Linked DNA regions of Mus musculus: all the other regions are linked to region 3. Evidence: chromatin contacts called from public promoter capture Hi-C data. All regions are on one chromosome and are shown on one strand. Each heading gives the region's core, a stretch centred on a gene start, on an enhancer-like site or on the middle of the called end of the contact. The rest is flanking DNA. Distances are from core to core; before and after follow the strand shown. Region 1 holds the start of Tgfbi (transforming growth factor, beta induced). Region 2 overlaps Pcbd2 (pterin 4 alpha carbinolamine dehydratase/dimerization cofactor of hepatocyte nuclear factor 1 alpha (TCF1) 2). Region 3 holds the start of Macroh2a1 (macroH2A.1 histone). Region 4 holds the start of Ddx46 (DEAD box helicase 46). Region 5 holds the start of Fbxl21 (F-box and leucine-rich repeat protein 21).

The links. Promoter capture Hi-C pulls out the DNA fragments that hold promoters and counts their contacts. Capture Hi-C pulls out chosen DNA fragments and counts their contacts.
Region 1: a contact with region 3 is called in a promoter capture Hi-C map of liver, with 2.5 times the contacts expected there. The contact joins the promoter of Tgfbi here to the promoter of Macroh2a1 in region 3. A contact is called at or near these places in 2 of 9 other capture datasets (liver and macrophages).
Region 2: a contact with region 3 is called in a promoter capture Hi-C map of embryonic stem cells. The contact joins the enhancer-like site here to the promoter of Macroh2a1 in region 3. A contact is called at or near these places in 3 of 39 promoter capture datasets (cranial neural crest, embryonic stem cells and frontonasal cranial neural crest), 1 of 484 Hi-C or Micro-C datasets (adipose-derived mesenchymal stem cells), 1 of 115 datasets of contacts at active chromatin or transcription factors (stem cell-derived neural progenitor cells) and 1 of 9 other capture datasets (adipose tissue).
Region 4: a promoter capture Hi-C map of liver shows a contact between it and region 3, with 4 times the contacts expected there. The contact joins the promoter of Ddx46 here to the promoter of Macroh2a1 in region 3. A contact is called at or near these places in 5 of 39 promoter capture datasets (the HPC-7 cell line, cranial neural crest, liver and 2 more), 2 of 115 datasets of contacts at active chromatin or transcription factors (embryonic limb bud and pro-B cells) and 1 of 9 other capture datasets (liver).
Region 5: a contact with region 3 is called in a promoter capture Hi-C map of liver, with 2.3 times the contacts expected there. The contact joins the promoter of Fbxl21 here to the promoter of Macroh2a1 in region 3. A contact is called at or near these places in 4 of 39 promoter capture datasets (cranial neural crest, hippocampal neurons, liver and 1 more) and 1 of 115 datasets of contacts at active chromatin or transcription factors (memory CD8 T cells).

What each region holds. Positions count from the first base shown.
Region 1 is chr13:56,608,090-56,612,676 of GRCm38.p6, forward strand. Tgfbi (transforming growth factor, beta induced) reads left to right here and starts at 1,497. Exons shown (of 17, transcript NM_009369.5): 1 at 1,497-1,691. The coding sequence starts at 1,558.
Region 2 is chr13:55,747,391-55,751,622 of GRCm38.p6, forward strand. The region is part of intron 2 of Pcbd2 (pterin 4 alpha carbinolamine dehydratase/dimerization cofactor of hepatocyte nuclear factor 1 alpha (TCF1) 2); the gene reads left to right. Among named protein-coding and RNA genes, the nearest start is that of Pcbd2, 22 kb to the left of the region's middle. Within about 2 kb of position 2,246, at least 1 of the 459 cell types and tissues checked has an H3K27ac peak or open chromatin away from gene starts, as enhancers often do.
Region 3 is chr13:56,132,458-56,137,022 of GRCm38.p6, forward strand. Macroh2a1 (macroH2A.1 histone) reads right to left here and starts at 3,093. Exons shown (of 9, transcript NM_001159513.1): 1 at 2,889-3,093.
Region 4 is chr13:55,633,267-55,637,320 of GRCm38.p6, forward strand. Ddx46 (DEAD box helicase 46) reads left to right here and starts at 1,733. Exons shown (of 23, transcript NM_001282055.1): 1 at 1,733-1,929. The coding sequence starts at 1,913.
Region 5 is chr13:56,519,929-56,524,516 of GRCm38.p6, forward strand. Fbxl21 (F-box and leucine-rich repeat protein 21) reads left to right here and starts at 2,544. Exons shown (of 7, transcript NM_178674.5): 1 at 2,544-2,694; 2 at 3,582-3,675.

The sequences.
Region 1 (4,587 bases), core at 247-2,746, 470 kb after region 3:
GCAGCAGCAGCAGCAGCCACCACAGTGTCCGGAACTCAAACACCTTATGTATCCCTGATTCTTCTTTGTCCCTAGGCACATGGTGTACCAGTGGCTTTTCCCACTGCAGGGACAAGGCTTGACAAGAAGCAGTTCAGGAGAGGAGGTTTGTCTTTTGTCTCAGCTCACAGTTCAGAGCACAGTCCTTGTGGCTGGGAAGGCAGGCAGCAGGAGGCCGAGTGCTCACATCTCTCTGGGTTGCCAGGCAGAGTGTGGGATGTTCATGTTCACCTTATCCACCCCCCCCCTTTTATTCAACCCATGACCCTATCCCATGGCATGACGCCACCTTCATTCAAGACGGGTCTTTACCTTTGGACCACTGTTTTTCCCAAAACACCATTCAGTGATGAGCTTCGCCGATGCCCCTGGGCATTTGCCAGCCCAACCCAGTGGGCAATCAAGGTGAACCAGCACCTGTAGCTCCTATGTTCCCTTGAGACTATTGTCTTCTTCTAGACATACGTCCATCCCTTCTCCACTTCCACCACAGTCGCTCAAGCTCCAATGTGGTCCCCTCCTGCTCACTCGACCCTCCTGCTGCCTGCTCAGGACATCAACTGGGCCATTCCCTTGCTTCCTCAACACTGGCAGATTCTTAGCTTGGAGCCCTGATGATACACTGCTGTTTTCTGCTCTACTCTCCACCCAGCGCGCTTTGCTGAACTGGATGCCTGGGTCCTCTTAAACCATCCTCCTTTGGCCTGGCCAAATCCTGTTCTGCCTTCAGATCTAAAAGCGGCCGCTGCCATACTGTGCCATACTGTGCCTAGGTCAGGTGCCTACTCCAGACTCCTAATGCCCCAGCTGCCTCTCTACATCTTTGCTAGGCCCATGTTCTCCCAAGCACTGAGAGCTCACCCCTGGGACTAGTAGAAGCAGGTAAGGGGAGGGTGGTTAATAGATGCTAGGGCGAGTTCTCACCTCCCTACCATGTGACCGTTGGCATATTTCAAGCTCATCCAAGGCATGGTTCCTAGCCGATCTATCTCTTGGCAGCATCTACCTCACATTCACAGATCTTTATTGAAGCCAGGTGAGGGATTCCTGAATGCCAAGGTGTGAGCCCCACCCTTCCCACTTTTCTACGGTCTGTCAACAGGAAGACTTACTCCTCCTCTACAGTGTATCAGCAGGGCTGATGCATCTGGACTGCAGAGGCCAGTCTGTCCGTGCCTAAGTGTGAGGGAGTCAGCACAGACCCTCTGGCTTCCTGCAGTCTGCTAGAGAGCTATCTTCGGGCTCTAAGCATGAACACCTTAAGAAACTGAAACTTGAGGACTAGTTCCTTTGGACCCGCACTTTGTGCGAAGTGGGAGGGGGTGTGTGAGCTGGGCGGTGCAGGAGGGCGCGGGTGCTTAGTAGTGGCGTGGTCTGGGAGGCGCCGGCTGCCCTTCCCCTCCCTCTGCCGCTCCCTCCCTCGGGCTACTAAACCCAGCGCGCGCTGCCCCGCTGCTCTCACTTCACCAGCACCGCCCGCGCCTGCTTTCATCGTGGGTCCGCGCGTGCTCCAGCTCCATGGCGCTCCTCATGCGACTGCTGACCCTCGCTCTGGCACTGTCTGTGGGCCCCGCTGGGACCCTTGCAGGTCCCGCCAAGTCACCCTACCAGCTGGTGCTGCAGCATAGCCGGCTCCGGGGTCGCCAGCACGGGTAAGTCCCAGCCGCTCTGTGATGGGAGGCGTGAGCATAGGACAGGTCACTGAACTGCCAGTGTGCTCAGCTGGGGACATCATACCTGGCCAGGGGTGCGCGCGCGGGGGAGTGGAGGTGGGGGACGACAAAGCCCGAAGGAATATTAGCCATTGCATAGAAAGACCAAACCTGCGTGGAGGTTGATGAGATAAGGGGACACAGTGGAACAGTTTGTGAAGAAAGGGTTGGGGGCACTGGCCAGTGACCACAGAGTCAGACAAAAGTGCATGAAACAGTCTAGGGGACTATCAGTCTCCTTTCTTGACTCTAGGTAGAAGGGGGCGTTGGCAGCTCTCAACGCAGAATCACCATCACCCTGAGACAGTACCTACCTACCATAGAGGGGAAAACCAGGCAGGTCACTGTCCATTGATTCCAGGAGTGTTACTGGTCATACCTGGTGGCAGGACCCTAGCTAGGTGCCCACTACTCCTATGCATTTGGTATTGCTCTGCACCCAAACACTCAACACCAACAGTGCTTGCTGGCCAAAGATGTAGAGCAGGAGGCTTCACCACCCTTTATACATGCTAGACAGATTGGGAAACCGAGTCCTGAGAAGGAACCATTTTGCCCTGCAGTATGTCCTGGAGTCAGGACTGGCATCTGTCTTAAAGCGACAGGCAGCTTTGTAAACGTGGGACATTGGTGCTTCAGGTATTTCTCTGAGATGTTGCAGATGTGTAAGTTTTCGGAGACGCACTCTGGCCAAGGCTTTGCCCTGATGAAGAGCCTGGCATGGTATTTCTACACACAACCAGGTCATGCCTGCTCCAAACAGAGCCCAGCTTTGTTGCATGTCCAGACTACCTGGGTGTATGAACATCATTTATACTAGAGGAAAACTCTATGGGAAAAGTAGAGTACTGACTTCCGGGGAGGCCTGGTGCCCATGATCAGGCATTCGCACCCCAGGCTATTCCCAACTCTCCAACAGACTACACAGATCTATATTCAGATCTAAAGGAAAAACAAACCATGTGGCCAGTGGCGGTTGTCTTTTTAGACCCAGACACAGCTTCAGCCTCCAGCAACTGGGTAGACTCTGGACTCGAGTAAAGGATGCGAATTTTAGGGAGAAGTTACCTTTCTTCTGCATGTGGCTTTCCAGTCTCTTGTAGCCCCCCCAGATGTTCAGTGCTTGGGGCAAAACAAGTTGCTGGGTGCGGGACTGGCCACAGGCAGAACAGAACCAAGCCAGGCTTCACGGCCTCCTGAAAGGAGACAGGCAGTGGAAAAGGTCCTTGGGTCATATTTTAACTTAGGCTGTGGGTATGAAGGATTGAGAGGGCAGATAGGAAAAATGCAGATTTGAAGCCTCAGAGCCAAACATGGAAAGCCAGAGCATCTCTCATCCCTGCCCGGTTCACCTTTGGGTCCCACTGCCTTTCTTGAATGTTGCATTCAGTTCTGTTCCCTCCTTCCTCCTAACCACTAAGATCACCACAGGTCACCCTGCAGTGTCGTAACCCAGAGCTGCAATGTCAACAGCCACAGTGAAAGGTCTCTAGAGATATCGTGTAAGATCTATCTCTGAGGCCAGCCTCCTTCCCTTCAGAGCCCAGGACACTGTCAGGAAAACCAGTGCTTTAAGAAACTTCAGATGTGGACCAGTGAGGTGGCTCAGCTAAGGTCCGGGCTGCCAAGCCTGATGACCCACATGGAATAAGTGAACCAGCCTTCCAAATGTTGTGGGAAGCTCACTGTGGCATGTGCTTCCAACAAACACAAAATGAGCGAATGATTTCGATTCACTTCTCTGAGGTTCTTGCCCTGAGCTGGAAAACTTGTAGCAAGTAATCTACAATAGGCTGATGGATCAAGAGATGATGTGCTGAGCGGGAGGATGCATACCTTCCATCCCATCTACTCCTGAGGCTGGAAAAAGAGGCGGGCAATTCAAAAGGAGATCCCATCTCAAAATAAATATGAGAAAGACCACAGCAGCACCCTTCTCTAAGGGGAATCTGGATTCCCCAGAGGCACACAAGCAGTGGCAAATGGTTACAGGCATTGTTACATAGTTGCATTTACTCTGACCTAACTGTCCCTGAAAAACCACGGGACTGCCTGGCCTTGCACACATGGGTGTGGTACCTTGTGCAGATGGATAACCTTGTTCCAGCTCCAGCCCTTGATTCAAAGTGAGAGCTGGAGAAAAGGGAAGTTTGGGGAAGTGCAGGGTGTCCCGTGAGAGAGGGGAAGGACTCTGTACCTAGCCACTGGGCAGTAGTGCACAGTCATTCATGGCCCCGCTGCCTTTGCCTCCTCATGCCCCTGCCCCCAGCCACTGCAAAATTCCTATTTTACAGAAGGTGAAACTGATGCTTAGGAGGCAAACACAGAAAGCTGGTAGGAGCAGAGGGGTTGCTGGGTGGTCTGTTGGCTCCCAGCTGTGTCTGTGTAACAATGGGAGTGGGGAGCACCAACACAAAGCAAGTGAAAGCTGGCCACGCTTTTGAATGGCATTGAGAGAAACTGGATGGAACTTCCAGAAGTACTTGGTTTTCAGATGCAAGTGGACCAGCAGAGTTGTCTTGGGGCAGAAGCCCAGGAATGACCTGCTCATTTTGAGCACATTTCAGCACAGATTTCCTGTGGACTCAGCTTACCTCCACCCCCAGCTTCTGCTCCTGTCACAGGGGCAGGAGCAGTGGAAACTCTACACAGTCGAGGAATGCTGGAGCCAAATCCACAGAGACTCGCTGAAGAGCCGCCGGCCGCCCATGGAGAGCTGCAGGGAATTCAGCCACAGTAATTACTTCCTGCTCGCTCAGTTGGACAGGAGAACTTCTGGGATTGTACAGCAGTGAGGATGATTGGGGGCTGGAGCGTGGCCCGTGGGAGCTCTCTG
Region 2 (4,232 bases), core at 996-3,495, 390 kb before region 3:
ATACACCCATACCACCACCCCTAGCTATTTCACATGTGGGTTCTGGTCTTCATGCTTGCAAGGCAAGCTCTTTAATCTGCTGATATGGCCCCCAGCCTGTCACAGTAGTTTATGGACAGTAAGTGTTAGAGGCCCACAATTATATATTTTTCTACAGCTCATTGTGAGTAGCCCAACAGTCTTGTAAGACTGGCTCTTAGAATCCCATATTGCTTGTTGCAGAAAAGTTAGAGGAGCTAAGGGTTGGCTCGTTTACAGAGGAAGTGGAATACAGCTTATAACTAATCCAGACCCTCTAGCCAAAGAGACAGCTTTTCATCTGTGTTCTGAGGAACTGTAGTGTAACTCAGAGATAGGCAATGGCTTTGTCCAGGGGTGTCTCAGGAAGCACAAATCTGACATTAAAAATTAAAAAAGAGTGTCTCTGCCCACAGGAGCTGGTGGTGTTTGCAGATTTGGAAGGAAAAGGCAGCCAGTTTTCCTATCTATCGGCTTCTGGGAGGAATTTGACCTGATGTTTGGTACCTGGTTCCATATGCCATGCCCAGAAAGCATTAACTTAAAATGCTTGTCATCAGTTATCAGTCCTGAATCTTCTGCAGACTTGAGCTCAGCTTCTGTCTGGAGAGAAAGAGCAGAAGTAAGCTGCTTCATTAAAAGAAATGGAAGGGCCATGGAGAAATAAAACCCTCTAATTTCTGTGAGTGTGATTGTGTTCATGTGCGTGTGTGTGTGTATGCGTGTGTGTGTGTGTGTGTGTTTAGGAGGCAATAGGGTCTCATGTAATCTATGGGCATTCACCATGTAGCCAAGGCTGACTTTGAACTCCTGATCCTTCTGCTTCCATCTCTCAAGTGCTGGGGGAAGGCCGTGTACCATGAAGCCTGGCTAACACTCCAGCTCCCTAGGTCACTGACCACACGGCTGTGGATGCCGACATGCAGACGAGAAGGTCACCGTTGCGTTTGGAATGTTTTAATCTGTAATTATACAGCCTAAGTGTGCGAGTTTGTATTCCTTCCCCTTTCTATATGTTTACAAGTGTGAGCTTTCAACAGAAGTGTATAGCCTTTGTGGTTTGTTGGGCCCCGCAGGGCTCACCTGGGACACTTACAGGAGTGGCGCCATCACTGTGCATTTGGCTGGCTCATGAGCATGCTTTTTTTCTCTGATTGCAAAATGCATCTTATAATTTGGAGAACAAAAGAGTCAAATAAGAAATAACCCTCCTGCCCTTTTAGAAGCAAGTGTGTGCGTGTGCGTGTGCTCTGGGGCTGTGCTGCAGGAACCTCAGTTGCTTCCTCCACTTTGTGAGCACTTTCTGTATTTCCTCGTGATTTTTGTCTCATCTGGTTTGAGACGGGGTCACTGTCTGGCCCAGCAGGGCTGGCTTGCAGGGGTTCTGCCATGGCAACAAGTAACCCTAATCACTGAGTCACCTTGCCGGGACCCACCTGGAGATTTTTAGTGGTAGGATAGACAGTAGTGTCTCATGACACTGGAAGGTCACAGTTAGCCTAGACAGGACTTTCATACAGTAACAGTCCTCCTAAGGGAGACTTTCCCAGCCTCCCTTTCCAAATGACCCGTAGTAATACACCGTCAGCTCAGCACAGAGACGTCGGGAAGTCAGACCGTGTCCCTTTTGCGTTCTTAGGATCTCGGTGCCCATTGCTTCGAGGCTAGGCTCGGATCCAGTTAGAAAGTAAATCCAGCCAGTTGTGTTGGCACGTGCCTGTAATTTCAGGACTCAAGAGGCTGAGGCAGGATTGCACATTCAAGGCCAGGGTGGGCTACATAGCAAGACCCGGCCTTTAGAAACAAGTGAATGGAAATCATCACCTAGATAGGATTGATCTGGTAGAGCTAAGAAAAGCAAATCTCGCCCTTTGAGTTACTGGAGAAGCCCAGGAGGAACATGTCATGCTGTAGGGCTTTATAGCTACTGTTCGCTTGGCTTAGCACAAGGGGCCATGGGATATTTTCACAGAAAGCTTTCTCTTTCTGAGATTTTTTTTTCCCCCAGATAAAGAGGGCTTGTTTAATTCGGGAAGAGTTATTTCGTGGGAAATTAAATATTTGTAAATCCTCTGCCGCATTTCCACACGTGTCAGTTCTCTGGCAAATGACGGCTTTGGAGTGGTTGGGAAAGGATTTCTTAAAGGCAGACGCTTCTGTGTTCCCCTGCTTAGCCGTGTTTTCAGTTTTGAGTCAAGTAGGTGGAGGGCTCAGGGCTTTCCCTTTCTGTTAGGCTCTGGGTGGTGTTATGTGTTCTTAAACTTGGAACGATGATCACTTGTAGAGATTTTTAAGAAACAGTGGTTTCCTTGGGTATGTTAATGATGTCTGTGGCCTTTACAAAGAGCACCAGAACTGCTGCCTGGGCACTGGCAAGCAGCTGCAGCGCAGGAACCATAGACATGGTAACGGTGACATCTTGCTTTGGCATGCTCCGTGGTGTCTGATCACATTGCCTGCTTGGGAATCCTGAAAAATTTATTTTCAAGTCCCAGTACATCATTTTTTCCAACACTGATCAAAAGACTGGAAAACCAGAATTATATGTAGTCCGCACACTCTGAATCTTTTGGCTGTTTTTGTTGAAATACATCTATGCCTTCTAAGTATTGAAAGCCTAGTATCCTTTAACCTGGACGGCAGAGGTAAAACGGGTTTTATGCGAGATATTTAGCTGCGGACCACATCTTCAGCTTTTTATATGCCACAGTGGTCTTGCTCCCCCCTCCATTGTCTGATAGCGAGGTCATTTTCAGTCCTCTGAGAAATCCTATTCCCAGCCAGATGCGGCTCATATATTAAAAGTAGCACCTGTGGCTAATATCAGAGCGGCTTACCATAAATTTACATGGTAACTAGGATTATATCTGTCAGGACTGCTAAAAAGCATCTAGATTTAATTTGATTTCCAGTATCGTGGAAGCTATGCAACGTTTCGCTTCATAACTATATTTTAAAAGTTAAAAAATCAGTCCATTGTTAACTTTTACGGCCCCCCCAGCGCCCATTAAGTTGATTTGCTCAATGGAGGTTAGGACGAAGCAACCCGGCTACATTAAGATCGGAAACCGACCCATTTGTGACAAATTTAGTCCTTTCGTGTGACTCTTCTCCACGTCTCTGCGTTGATTGGATTCAGGTGTAGTTCATGTCAGTAGTGTTTAACCTCAAAAGAGTGGGCAGTGTGATGGGGTTGTTGTAAATTACGAAGTGTTCTGCGTTGGCTTATTTAAATGTAACCGGATCACTCGGCTGCACCAGCCTACACCAGTGGTGTGGTTTCAAAGACATCTCAGAGAACTGGGGTGCCTGCCTTCACCCCGTCCCTTTCTAACCTGCTCTGTTACCCATTGTCTTTCGAGTCTCTTCCATATGTCCTGGTTTACACACCTGCAGTTATAAAATTATTTGGGGTGCTATTGAGTCAGGTTGTTCCCCCTTCCAGCATTTATGAATACAATAATGATTCTCCATAAATCAAAATTATTTACAAGTTACAGAAAACCTGTTCCTGCAAATGAGATGTGAATGACGGTTTTTTATTTTCTTCCCGTTTCCAGCGACTCCTCAGCATGAAACCAGGAGCGTGTTTGTGTTTGCAGAAAAATTAGTTCGTAGCACAAAACCGAATTAAACATTCAAGTCAACCTTTTGGACATTTTAGAGTCTAAAATATGTAAGCAAAAACATGATCCAATTAAGAAATAAACAGAAGTCTTTTTCTTGATTAGGACTTGCGATTACCTTGGCAATAGCCCTGCCTTCTGAATGAGACAGGATTAATGTTAGCATTGGTGCTGAGGCTGGGCAGTGCGCAGCCTCTTAGTGCAGGGTCGTGACCCTGGGTGTACACACTTGCTTTGATTACAGTGAGCATGGACGTGCTTCCTGCCTGGGTTGACCTTTTTAAAGATGTTTATTATTTATTTTAAAAATGTATTTACTTTATGTGTATGGGTGTTTTGTCTGCGTATATGTCTATGCACCGTGTGTATGCCTAGTGAGTGCCTGAGGAGATCAGAAGAGGGTGGCGGATCCCCTGGGTCTGGAGTTAGAGCTGCCCTATGTGTGCTGGGAAAAGAACCTGCCTCTTCTGTGAGGCGAGGCGAGCAGTGCCCCTAACCCCTCAGCCACATCTCCAGACCGTTATTTTATTTATTTTTGACACAGGGTTTTTTTTCTAGCAGTTTAGGAAGAAATGGGGTGAGAGCAGA
Region 3 (4,565 bases), core at 1,843-4,342:
CTGTGTGCAGTAATCTCCATTTACTTCTGTCCTGCTAGAATATCAGCACTGGCACTGCTCTTATGTCCCCAGGGGCATGTGGCTATGCTGCACAAGCCAAGGCACTGTGACTGGCTCGGAACAGGAACCAGTCCTTGTACTCTAGTCGGTCAGGAAGGATTTCTCCCCATCCATCAAACACTAAATCACAGAGTGAGCAGTCTACAACCAAAGGAGGGGCTGCACACAGAAGAGATTGGGGCACACAGACGGACGCTGCTCATGTCCCACTTCTAGTGGTGGAGGAAAAGCAAACCCCAAACCCAAGTACCACTCGCAAGCAGGAAACAGCTTGTAGCTGGGGCCCGACTGCACTGTACTTCCTGAGCTCTGTGGAGGGACGGGTCCTGCACTGTAAAGGCAGCTTTGCCACTATCTCCTCCCCCTCCACACCCCCGGTAAAGACTGTGCTATGACAGCTCCAAAAAAAAGTTTTTTTTAAAAAAGCCATTAGAAGAATATGTGACCTTAAGAGAGCAAGAGCCGAGCCAGGCCAAGTATTTGGAAGCTTCCAGGTATTTGCTACACAGGGATCCCAACTAAGAGTGAGAGTAGGCCTGACCACTGCTCTCTGTCTCCTCTCTTGCTCAAATCCCTTTGGGGGTTCCTGGCTGCTCTTAGGATCAGCTGTGGTTCTGATGGGATTCCGTGGAGTATCCCCTGTCCTCGCCTGACCCTGCTACCCTGAGCCTCTAGCTTTCCCTCACAGGTTATCTTCTACAACTGGCACACGTGGTTTCTCCGGCCTCGGTCACGTGCCCCCATCTGTCCTGCTTTGGCCAGCAAACTCCCCCCCTTGATCTTTCCAAGGCAGATGGAGCTCAACCCCACTTACACAACTGTCCCTCCTCTACTGATGTCCAGCCGGCTCTCCAGGGCAGGGCCTGGCATTTCTTGCTCATGATTATTTCCTAACCCCGACATAATCACCTTTGGGGACATACTAGTAAGACACCAACCAGGCAGGGCTGCTCTCAGCAAGCAAGTTATAGGACTCTTTGGAATGAAGAGTTGGCCCACTTAGCTGCACTTACAGGAGCTGTAGCAGGAGCCCCCGCCCCTAAGCCTACAGAACGAAGGTGGTGGGTTTAACAGGTAAGGGTCCACCTCAGCCCCACCCCTTCCCATTTCATATTTCATTAATGGGCTCTGAAAAGCCCATCAAAAGCCAAAGGCTACTGCAAACCTCTGAACATCACATACAGATTAGTAGTTTCTCTCTTTAAATAAATCTTTCATCGACTTGGGGCACCATCAGCTCCAAGCTTGTCCCTAGGGGAGGCAGAAATGGCTTTCTAGGACCTGAGAAAATGGCAGACTGAACTGTACCACTCCCTAAAGCTGGCCCACGTAGTAGAAAGTAAGCCAGTAAGGAAGTTATCATATGTGAATTTCCAGACCAATCTCAGTGTGATACAGTGTGAGCTCTCCCTTCCTGGTGAAAACTATGACCTAGCTCGTAGCAAAATGAGAAAGAGGGAAAGTTTAAAATCTCGGGAGACTCCTCATCCTTAAGGGGAAAAAATCCCCACAAGTTGAAAAGGTTGATCGAGTCAGAGGTTGTGTGTAAGCCCAGTTGCTGTTGCTCAATTGGTCAATTGTGGACAAGCTGTAGTAACTCCAGTAGCGAGTATGAGGGTGTCCATTTCAGAACTAACCGCAACTTTGACTGCACACCTTAAGGTGAACCTACAGGAAATTTAGTTGGGTTTGGACTTTTGTCTTCCACTCCAGCACAGACTTTCAAAACTGGGACTCCATGCTGCAGTGTCTACAAACAAAACACTTCCTCTCTTTTAACAGTAAAACCTCAAACCACAGAGGTGTCAGCAAGAGGGAAACCGAAGAGGAGAACCCCTCTAATTGTCTATTCTTCTAAGCTGTTTTATTAGATCGTTAAAATCTTACAAAGACTTCATAATGATTGTAATTGTTGGAGACGAGATCTGCCTCAACTGCTTGTTCAAAAGTTACACCGTCAAACCTAGAAAACACTTTCCCCTGCATTTCTTCAAAGACTCTTTCAAGCAATCTTCTGCCCAGCAGTGAGATATCGGTGGTCTCTGCAGGAGTGGGCGCTGGGCTCAGCATCTTGCACACCTGTTGTCAGGTGACACCGTCAGCAGCATCCCGCGCCTCCCATCTCTACTCACCCCACCCCCAGAGACTCTCAGCTGTCCCTCTGCGCGCGGGGAGCCTCCAGTCTTCCAGAGTCACCTTAAAAATAACACCTCCCCAGCACAAAGCAAACAAAAGGCGAGCGAGAGCCGCGGGGCTTCCATAGCTCCTCTCCAGCCCGCCCCGGCCTGGGATTCCGTCCGCGAGTGGTCCCCAGGCCTCGCCTGCTCAGGCCTCGCGGCGGGTGCCCCACCAGCCGGCCTCACAACGGCCTGTGGCTCGCGCCCCACTTTATTGTGCCCGGGAGGGCACGCGCGGGCCGGCGGCGCACGAGCAAGTAAACTCTGAGCACAGCAGCTCCGGGCCCGGGCGGAACGGCTGGTCACGGCCTCCGGGCCTCGGTGCCCTCGGGCCCACGCCATCCCTGGCTCTCCCTCCCGGGCAGAGGGGGAGACCCGATCAGCCCCTTGCCCACAAAGCGCCCCGGCGGGGGTAGGGGTGCGTCTCCGAGCGAAGTTGGTTTCCGGGTTTGCTTTCCGAACAAAACCATCCGGACCCGCACGCTGCCCCGGGCAGGGCCTTGGCGGACTCCGGGCGGCCCGAGGTCCGAGGGTAACCGCCGGAGCTTCCCGGGCGCCAGGCAGTGCCCCGCGCGCGGCAGCAGTCGGGCGCGCGGGGCCCAGACGGGGCGGACCGGCAGCCTGCGGCTCCGAGGCCCGCGCGGCACTTACCGGGCGGCTGCACGGTGAGGGGCCCGAGGCCGGTCGGCCGCTTGCGCCGGTCCGCTCCGCACTCCTGCCTGGCCGCCCACGCCTCCTCGCTTCCCGCCCGCGCGTCCCGCGCTCGCGCCCTCCGCCCGGCTCCGCTGGAACCAGTGAACTGGAACCACTCGCGGCGGCCCCGGGATTCCCACAATGCACAGCGCGCCGCTCGTCACATCCCTTCCCGGCCTCGCGCGTCCGGCCACCCCTCCCCGCGCCACTCGGCGCCCCGGCCTTGACCCCGGCCTGCCTCGGGCCGCGGACGCCAACGACGCCAGCCTCGGTTGTACCCAGGCCTTGGTGCTCTGCGCCGCCCCCCCCCCCCGCCCCCAGGCATCGGTCTGCGCGCGGGAGCTGCAGGGGTCCGGCCTCAGAAAGGTGCCTGTAGGTAGCGCGGCTCTGCAAGCGTCTGCTGTGAGCACCTACTGTGTGTCTGGTGTCCCCTTGTCCCCAGTAGCCTCGTCCACAAAGAGGGAGGGTAGAACAATTGCTGTGACCAGGGATCTTCTTCTGCCCGGTCAGCACCAACTCCGCGCCTCAATCCAGCCTCCTGACTTTTTAAATACAAGGCAGCTGTGTGCCCCAAGATCAGCTACCGTAGCTCAACTCCCTTGATCAGTGGGATTCTACAGAGCTGGCCTCAAAGTCTGGTCTTGCTTTGCTCGTGGAATCGGTTAGCTACCTCCACCAAGCAAACGTTTGTTGACTACTGGCTCCAAGTGGAGACTTACTGATTTAAACAGTTGATACTTTTATTACATATTAAGGTGGTGGGGTGGGTGTCAGCCAGAGAAAGGGCAGCAACATCTATCCACAAAACTAAAGACTCTCCTTCAGGCCCAGGCTACACTAGAATATTAGCAGGTTTTTGGTTTGTGACCCTTTAACAGCTGGGCCATCTCTCCAACCCTAGCGCATTTTATAGACACAAAAAGCATTGTCTAAAGCCCCTGGCCCATGCATTCATTATTTCAAGTAAATATCTGGGACATTCTGCACACCATGCATAAACTTGAGTGTAGTTGTGAAATGGTGAACAGAACTGGCAACTCCCACCCCACCCCACTCCACCCTACCCCCATCCCGCTTTCCTGGAGCTTACAGTCTGGTGGGAAAAGAAAGGCAAGAGACAAAGGAATCACACATTACAGAGTATAAATTCTCAGAGGAAACAAGGTAGGAAAAAAAAATCCTAGGAAAGGTAAGCAGGGGTGTATTTGGTAGTCTTGAGGCTGAAGAGATGGATGGCTCCGTGTATAACAGCACTTCGTGCTCTTGCAGAGGGCCAGGATTCTGTTCCCAGGATTCATTTGTGTGGTCCTGATAACTCCACTGGGGGGGGGGGGGGGGCTCCAGTGCACTCTTCTGACATCCATGAATATCAGGCACCACGGGGTGCACATACACACAAGTAGGCAAAACACTCAAACACACAGAATAAAGTAAGTCCATCTAACCTTTTAAAAAGAGCGAGTTTCAGTAAGAAAGAAACATTTCTGGAAAGGCCTGAGGGAGTAGAGGGAGCAAGCAAGCCATGGAACGGGTACTGAGGAGGAGTACTCCAAACATGAAACTCCAAAACTATTATGGGCTGGAGTATGAAAATGAAGTCCAGAAAATGGAGGGGAAATGGCTGGACTTCTTGTC
Region 4 (4,054 bases), core at 483-2,982, 500 kb before region 3:
CTATTAGATTTATTCATTTTATCTTGTGTGTTTTGCCTGCCTGTATGTATTTATACCATATGTGTGCTTGGTGCTTAGGGAGGTAAGAAGAGAGCATTGGAGCCCCTGGAATTAGAGTTATGAATGGTTCTGAACCACCGTGTCTGTAATGGGAATCGAACCCAGATCTTCCGCAGGAGCAACAAGGGCTCTTTACCTCTGAGAAATCTTTTTAGCTATGCAGAGTATCTTTTAAAACCAAACTCGAACAGAAATGTTAAATTTGGCTGGGCAGTGGTGGCACACACTTTTAATCCCAGCACTTGGGAGGCAGAGGCAGGTGGATTTTTGAGTTCGAGGCCAACCTGGTCTACAGAGTGAGTTCCAGGATAGCCAGGGCTACAGAGAAACCCTGTCTTGAAAAAAAGAAAAAAAAAAAAAAAAAAAAAGAAACCAAAATTCTGGTCTACAGAGTGAGTTCCAGGACAGCCAGGGCTACACAGAGAAAGCCTGTCTCAATAAACAAAGAAAACAAACAAACAAACAAACAAAAATAGGCCAGGCAGTAGTGACGCATGACTTTAATCCCAGCACTTGGGAGGCAGAGGCAGATGGATTTCTGAGTTCGAGGCCAGCCTGGTCTACAGAGTGAGTTCCAGGACAGCCAGGGCTACACAGAGAAACCCTGTCTCAGAAAACCAACCAACCAACCAACCAACCAGCCAACCAAAAACCAATGACCGCACCTGCCAATGGTGTGATGCATGGCCCCAGGCATCCAGGTGTTCTTCTAGAATGCATTGTCTGTTCCTTTTCTGGTTTTGAGTTTGTTTTAAAATAGTTGCTCAGTGGTTCCCTTTATTAGGCCTAATTGGTTTTCATGAAAACATCCTTTTCCTAGGAAGGCATAGACGCCTCCATTTTTTGCAGTCATGAAGTTAGTCTTTTGCAGTCTTGGAGGACCTCTGTAGGTAGGGAATCTATTTGCTCTTGCTTTGCTTTGTTCTACCAAGGCCAGGTTGTCTTTAATCTGATTGGTCATTTGAGGTGTTTGTAGGCATAGGAAATCCTTTGGGAGGGCTTCTTTGTTCCAGTATAGGGGTAAGTTCGGTAAGTAAAACACTTAAAGGACAGGTCAAAATGTGAATATAAAGATAATAAGCAGAAATGGAGTGATCCAGACAAAGAGCCAGAGCAAGAGGGAGGCCCGTGCTTTTTGTCTGGTGCCTTTGGGCCCCATTTCCTGAGCGGTTGAACGGATCATGTATTCCCCCCTGCCCCGAAAGCTTCCCAGTGTTAAGAACTATTATAATCCTTAGTGCAGTTTATCTCTGTTCTGTAGATTCTAAGTCTTCACATCTCATATTGAAGAGTCTTTCCTCTTCAGTATGATGCTCCTTGTGTCGAAGACACATCACTACTATTAGTTGTCAGGATCTGGCATACACATAAGTGACTCAGTACGGAGCATATAAGGAGACAGGAGCATTAGTTAATGCAGATTAAGGCAAACAGACACACTCCCTGGGAGAGCCGCAGGCTGCATTAGGTTCCTCGGTGGTCTGCAGCGAAGACCCTTTGCAAGGCTGACCTGGCTGATGGCACACTCCATAGCGCCAAAAAGGGCTGCGGGTTGCGCTAGAAAAGTAAGTTGTTGCTGCCGGCGCAGCCCGCGCCGCGCGGCCTCCAGTCGGTTGGTGGCGCTCTGGAGAAGCAGCCGCTTCCTTCCGCCCGCTCCTTCCTTCCGCACCCCGGCACCAGCACATCCTGTTTTCGTTGGCCACGCTCTGATGGCGGTCACTGCTGGAGCTCTGTCCATTTCGTAGGACCGGTCCTCGCTCGGTACCGTGAGAGCTTGCTGCCTCCCTCCTTTGTCCTCTTCATAGGCCTGCGCATCGTCCCCGAGGGCGCAGGCCTTCTGCTGGCCGGCAGCATGGGCCGGGAGTCTCGGTGAGTCCGCGGGCGAGCGGCTTCTTGGGCTCGGAGGGGAGCGAGCGGGTGGAGGGAGCGGCGCTGCGGGTAGAGTGCGGGTGGCCGCGCGTGTGGCTGCTGAGGACCCGGTCACCCGGGCTGTGACGAGGCGCAGCTGGCATGCAGGGCAGCCGATTGCCGTGAGCTTGCGACCACCGGTCGAGCCCTGAGCGGGAACAGTCCCCCTGACCCCACCCCGCCCATCACGGAGCCTCCCGCCTCATCCCCCGGGTCAACCCAGAGCCGGTTCACTCCCGTTCCTCTTCGTCTTCACAACATTGTTTGCCTCCACTCTGGGTTACTTTCGTGCGCACGTGGGCCTCTCTGCCTAAGTCATTTAGAAGGAGCGTATGCAGGCCTTTTTTACGCACCTGCTATATGTGCAGGACCGGCTTTTATTGGGTTACAACAAAAACACCTGTTCCATGGCCATTTATTCCGCGGATACATTTTGTTACTATGTTGCCTGCTTCTTTGTGAAACCTTTCACGCGGGCACCTTACGGTGTCTTCAAAACTTTAGGTTTTAATAACGGATTAGGACCTTGAGGTAGATGATGATGATATTATTACTACTACTACTATTATTATAATCATCATCTTGAAAGATGAGATGACTGGTATGTATGTAGCCAGTCTGAAAGGTACTGTGGTTCACTGTGTAGGGAGAATGAAAACTTGGCGTACTGGGTTAAAACTTAGGTTCAGGGAAACAAGCCAAGTGTGAGTGGAGCAGCTTGAAATTTTTGCAAACCAAAAAAACCTGTAGCATCTTCCGTATAAAGGGTGTATTGCCAGTGACCATGGTTCTTTTTTTGGGGGGGTGGGGGGTCCGAGACAGGGTTTCTCTGTATAGCCCTGGCTGTTCTGGAACTTACTTTGTAGACTAGGCTGGCCTCGAATTCAGAAATCTGCCTGCCTCTGCCTCCTGAGTGCTGGGATTAAAGGCGTGCGCCACCACACCCGGCCTGAATTACCTTTCTTGATCTTGCTGTTATAATTATTATATTTGTATTGCTGGAATCAAAATAACAATAAGACCTTGCCATTTTTTGACTTAGTATCTGTTGGATCCTGTTACTTTCAAGAGGAAATTCAGACTCCCCAGACCTTTCGCAGAAGGTCCTTTTCACCCATTTACCTGCGTACAGTTGACTTCCTGTGGTGCCTGGCTTCCGCTCATCTGGAGCTTTCTAGGTAGATCCTGAGAAGGCTCAGAAAGCGAATGGATTGTTGATTCCTAGTAATGGCAGCCTTCAGTGATGGCGAGGAAGGCTGCTATGAGCTGATGTCAGGGCCTCACACATTCGGAACATGGGCTGGACGACCATGGCCTCTCCCCTCAGCACAGCCTCCCTTTCCTGCTTATTCTGGTCCCATGTGGAGACACCCAGCCCTTCTCTCTTGCCCTCATACTTGGTATTTAATTCATAATTAAGATGAGTCAGTGCTAGTGTTTTGGGCTTCTATGTTTTATCTCCACTGGAGATCTTGGTATTTCTCAGCATCTACTCTCGCTATTCTGACCTAAGCGGGGCTTCTCTGAAGCCGGATGCTTGCTTCAGTCTCATGGTTTCTCTCCTCCTGTTGCCTCCTCCGTTTGATCTGTTCTGTGCTCAGCAACAAGACAATACTTTCGTTTTTATAGATACAAGCTGCGCTTCCAACTGCCAGAGGCACTGCCTCCACCCCTGAGTGCTGGCATTGCATACCTGATTCTTGAGTGATAACTTTAAAAATAGTCATGCTTAAACATCTTCCGGTAACTTTTTCCTTTTTTGTTATTTATTGTAAGAATATTTACTCATGGGGCTGGAGAGGTGGCTCAGTGGTTCAAAGCCCTGGGTTTGCTCCAGAGGATCCAGGTTCAATTCCTAGCATCCACGTGGCTCACAGCTGTCTGTAACTCCAGTTCCACGAGTGCGCGCGCGCGCACACACACACACACACACACACACACATTTGTCCTCAGGTATATACATATACATATACACATAAATTAATTAAAATATTTATTTAGAGATGAGAACATACTGATCTTAGCCTGATTGACATAGTGATCTTTCCTCAGTAGCTTAGACACCTTAATAACACTACAGGGGGCT
Region 5 (4,588 bases), core at 1,294-3,793, 390 kb after region 3:
GCTACAACCTAGTTCCTCTTGCAAATGCTTCTGTCCTAGGCTTTTACTGCTGTGAACAGACACCATAACCAAGGCAACTCTTATAAGATAACATTTAACTGGGGCTGGCATACAGGTTCAGAGGTTCAGCCCACTATCAAGGCAAGAACATGGCAGCTTCCAGGCAGGCATGATACAGGAGCTCAGAGTTCTATATCTTCATCTGAAGGCTGCTAGTAGAATACTGGCTTCCAGGAAACTAGGATGAGGGTCCCACACCCACAGTGACACACCTACTCTAACAGGGCCACACCTTCTAATGTGCCACTCCCTGGGCCTAGCATATACAAATGATCACAGCTTCCAACTGAAATAACAAACTTAATTTAAATAACCACAAAATTAAGTCAACTACCTAGCTCCTGATATGCAAGTTCCAATGTAAAAACACAAATAATAACAACAACAACAAACCAAGATATGACTCCTCCAAATTCTACCCATCCAGGGTAATGTTCCTCAACAAGAGTGACCTAGATGAAATTCCAGACAAAGAATCCAGACAGTGTGACGATAACTCCATTCACAGAGATGAAAGAAGGCATAAACAAACAAAGCTGAATGAAGTCCCAGAGAACACAAATGTCTGAATGAAATACGGAAATGTAGTATGCGAATAGAATTCAGTGAAGACAGAAATGCCTGGGGAACAACCTGAAAAGATGCTGGGGACGAAAACCCCAGTAAGTGAAGCAAAGCCCCGTGGAGAGCCCCCAGAGGACCACCACAAGGAGGACAAAGGATCAGGGCAAGGACAGTGACCGTGGGATTGGTATATTCATTCAAGGACAACAATTAACATTTTTTCTAAACTGTAAGTGTAAGACGCATGATCTTTGGGACATCATGAAAAGAGGAGATCTAAAACCATGGGCACAGAATAAGGGATATTTCCTTGAAACGGAAACAGCTCCTCCAGGAAGGACTTAGGAGGGAAAGAGATGATGGCATACCTGGGAAATGGAATCTGAGCACTCAAGAGGCTCCTCCCCACTGTAGAGAAGCAGTTCACAGCTGTCATGAACCAGACTCAGACCTTCTGAGCTGCAGACAAGTCTCTCTGATTGTTGAACTACCTAGGAGCTGAGCAGAGGACTCTAGGCTTGCAACTTTCCAGTGAGTTGTCAACCCAAGTTGGGGTGGGTTTTTCAGTGATACAGCTGCTTTCTGGGGGGTGGGGTGGGGCAGGAGTTGCAAGTTTCTTGCTTTGGGTAGTGAGATGTGTAACTAGGACTCAGCGATAGTGGGTCAGAGTGGAAGTCCCAAGTCTATGCTGGTTCAAGGTGGATCTAAGCTGAAAAGCCTTCCCTGAGGAACAAGAGTGCAGAGGGGGCTCATTGAGTCTATGGATCAAAAGGAATTTCACAAAGTAGAGGCTTTGGCAAACCCAAAGGTCTAGACTGGCATATGCATCTGAATTCATAAACAATCTACAAGAGATCAAATTAGGACAAAACGGGGGGGGGGATAAAAGTCTGTCCACATCACTTGAAGGCAAATGTGGCAAGATCTGTGTCAATTGAACTCTTGAGGGAAAAGAGCTGACAGCAAGACACCACAGAAATCAATTTGTAATAAGAACTTCAAATTAATCTAAAATGTCAGGTGAGGGAGGACCATGATGGGGGAATTAGAGGAACCAAGAGGAATCTGGGGGAGACATACATCTATGGTATGTTCATTATCCTGTCTCTATGATGGTTTCAAAGGCAACAAAACCTAGGGTGTGTCCAGTATTTGTCAGTTGTACCGTGATAAAGCTGGTCATTACAAATAGAGTATGAGTGACGCTAGATGTTAACGTAGAATGCTGTGTGTGGCTTGATATTTTGAAACTTAAAAAAAAAAAAATCCATAGCTCATTGTGCATTCTTTTTGAGCTGGCAGGCTGGCAGCTCACAGGTGACCTTCTGCAGTCCTGGCCTGCAGCTCAGGACCTGAGAGGCGATCATTGCAGCTTCCAATCACGGTCCCTCAAGCATCTGCATGATGGTAGTGGGGTGTCCTTCTCAAGTTAAAACCTGGAAACTCGAACTGTTAGTTTGGGTCAAGTGGTCAGTTATTTAACTGAATATTCACTAAGCATACTGCTTATCCCTTGAGGAGCACTCACACACTGGCCCTGGGACCACCAAAGGACTTCTAGAGGCCTAGGAACCTGCATGTGCTAGGTGAGACCTCCAGCTCCAACAGAGCGGCTGGGGGCGGGGCGAGGCTACCTAGAGTCAGAGGCTCTAGAGGTGGAGCTTTTATCAGTGGGCGGGGCGCGGGCGTGCGTCAGGGTCTACCTCTCGGTGAACCCCGAACTTAAACTTAGCGTTTGGGGGCGGGGCAGAATTGACGGGGGCGGGGCATCTTTAAGAGGCAGCCACTTCCGGGGGCGAGGCTGGGGGCGGAGCGAGACTCCCGGGGGCGGGGATTCGAGAGGCTGAACACTAGCACACTGGGGCAAGGCTTCCTGGAGGGGTGTGGCGCGGGCGTGGCGCAGGCGGGGCCTGGCCTGTGATGCCCATTTAGTCTCTCACTGTCCGCGGCTTTATGCGGCGCTGGAGCCCGCCCACCTGAGAAGGTAGCTGCTGGCGTTCGTCACGCAGAGTTCTGCGCTTGACCGGCGGGCCTGCCTGGGGCTGGCTGCCCTCAGGAGCGCGTTCGGAGGTAACATTTGTGGCGCAGCACTAGGGAGCTGGCGGGGCGGGGCGAGCCGAACCGCAGGAACCCCCAGAGCTGCCTGGCCGTGGAGGCAGGAGCGAGACCTAGTCTGCTCGGAACCGAGCGTGCGGAGCCCAGCCATCCCCCCAGTCCCCGGGGGCTTTTCAGCTCTCTCACCGCTTTCAGCTAGGGTCCGGTCGACCCCAAGCCCTGTTTCTCAGGACAGTTAGGATGTAAGATAAATTGCACCGAGCAGTTTTAGGGCGGTACATTTTCAATGCCATCTGTATTCATTTTTACACTTTAAACTCTGCCCCGGGTTGGCGTCCTCTTTCTGGTCCAGTCTGGTTGCCTGGATATGGGGCAGGCTGCTCGGTGCTCATCTAGGGATGGTCTAGGTTGAGTTCTGTTCGCCTCTCTGCCATCCTCGCCTCTCAAATGGTGTTTTCAATCCAAGTGCATTTTACAAACGAGTCTTCAGATGATGCACTTAAAAATGAGATCTATCTATTCAAAAAATTGAAGTTTACTTTGTAAGTAAATATATCTTAATACCACAGAGAAGCTTGAGCTATGCCAACTTATACAGCTAATAAACCAGTACACGTAATTATGAACTACTTCAAATTTCATGATATCTCTTCATAGATATTAAGTAAAATGTGAATTTTTAGAGTGCTTTTCTGCCTGATATGTAGCCTTAGTATAGCTTCCAGTGTAACTTCTAGAGAGTGTTGTGATATTTCTACAAACTAGTTTTCATATGGGCAAAAAAACTGTTCTATTATTAATAACCTACTAATAAAATCACTTAATGTATATAACGACTTACAGATAACCTAAGCATAAAATGATTATATGCCCAAATGATGGTTTTGTGGGTTTTTTCCAAGACTGGAAGTGAAGTCAGATGGGTGTCGGTGATTACCCCATGGCAGTGTCATTTCATTGGCTCAGCAGTAACTGTAACTTGGAAGCCACCTTCAGGTAAGAAAGCCTTGAAGTGGTCCATTGCAGGGCAGTGGTGGTGCATGCCTTTAATCCCAGCACTCGGGAGGCAGAGGCAGGCAGATTTCTGAGTTAGAGGCCAACCTGGTCTACAGAGTGAGTTCCAGGCCAGCCAGGGCTACACAGAGAAACCCTGTCTCAAAGAACCAAAAACAAACAAACAAGAAGCGATCCATTTCCTTAACATGAAAAGAAATCAGGCTTTTTAAATAAATGCCCCCATATATTTAAGATAGAATTTTTATATAAACAGATCTAAAAAAAATTAAATGGGAATGCAATATGACCAAGTGGTGGTCCATATTCATAAATAATTTAATGTGATTCATATTATGTAAATAATGAACACATGGTCAAAAAGTACTTCTAAAGAATAAAATCAATTTATCTTACATTCTAAAACTACTACTTCAGTGTGCTATATGAAGTTTGTAATTGAGAGGGTAGTTAATGCTTTAATAATTTATGTAAGGAGAAAATTAACATGCATTTGGACTAAATTATTGGTATCAATATAACATCTTTAAGAGATTTACGTGCTTGTATTGGTACTTTGCCTGCATCTTTGTCTGTGTACAACGTGTGTGCCTGGTGCATGTGTGGGTGCTGGGAATGAAACCTGGGTCCTCTGTAAGAGCAGCAAGTGCTCCTAACCACTGAACCATCTTTCAGCTCCTAATAACACGGATGGTTAGCTAAACTGGCAATGTAATGAGTTGAGTACATTGAGCAATTCTTGTTATAGACAACCAATTTAATACATAACACAGTCCCTGTGTAGAGACCTATAAGATAGTTACACAAAACCTGGCATTTGGACAAAGTCTTTAGTTGTCTTTACTGCTTTTCTAGCAAGCTTTTATACCAGGGATAGCTTCTCTAGATTTAGTAA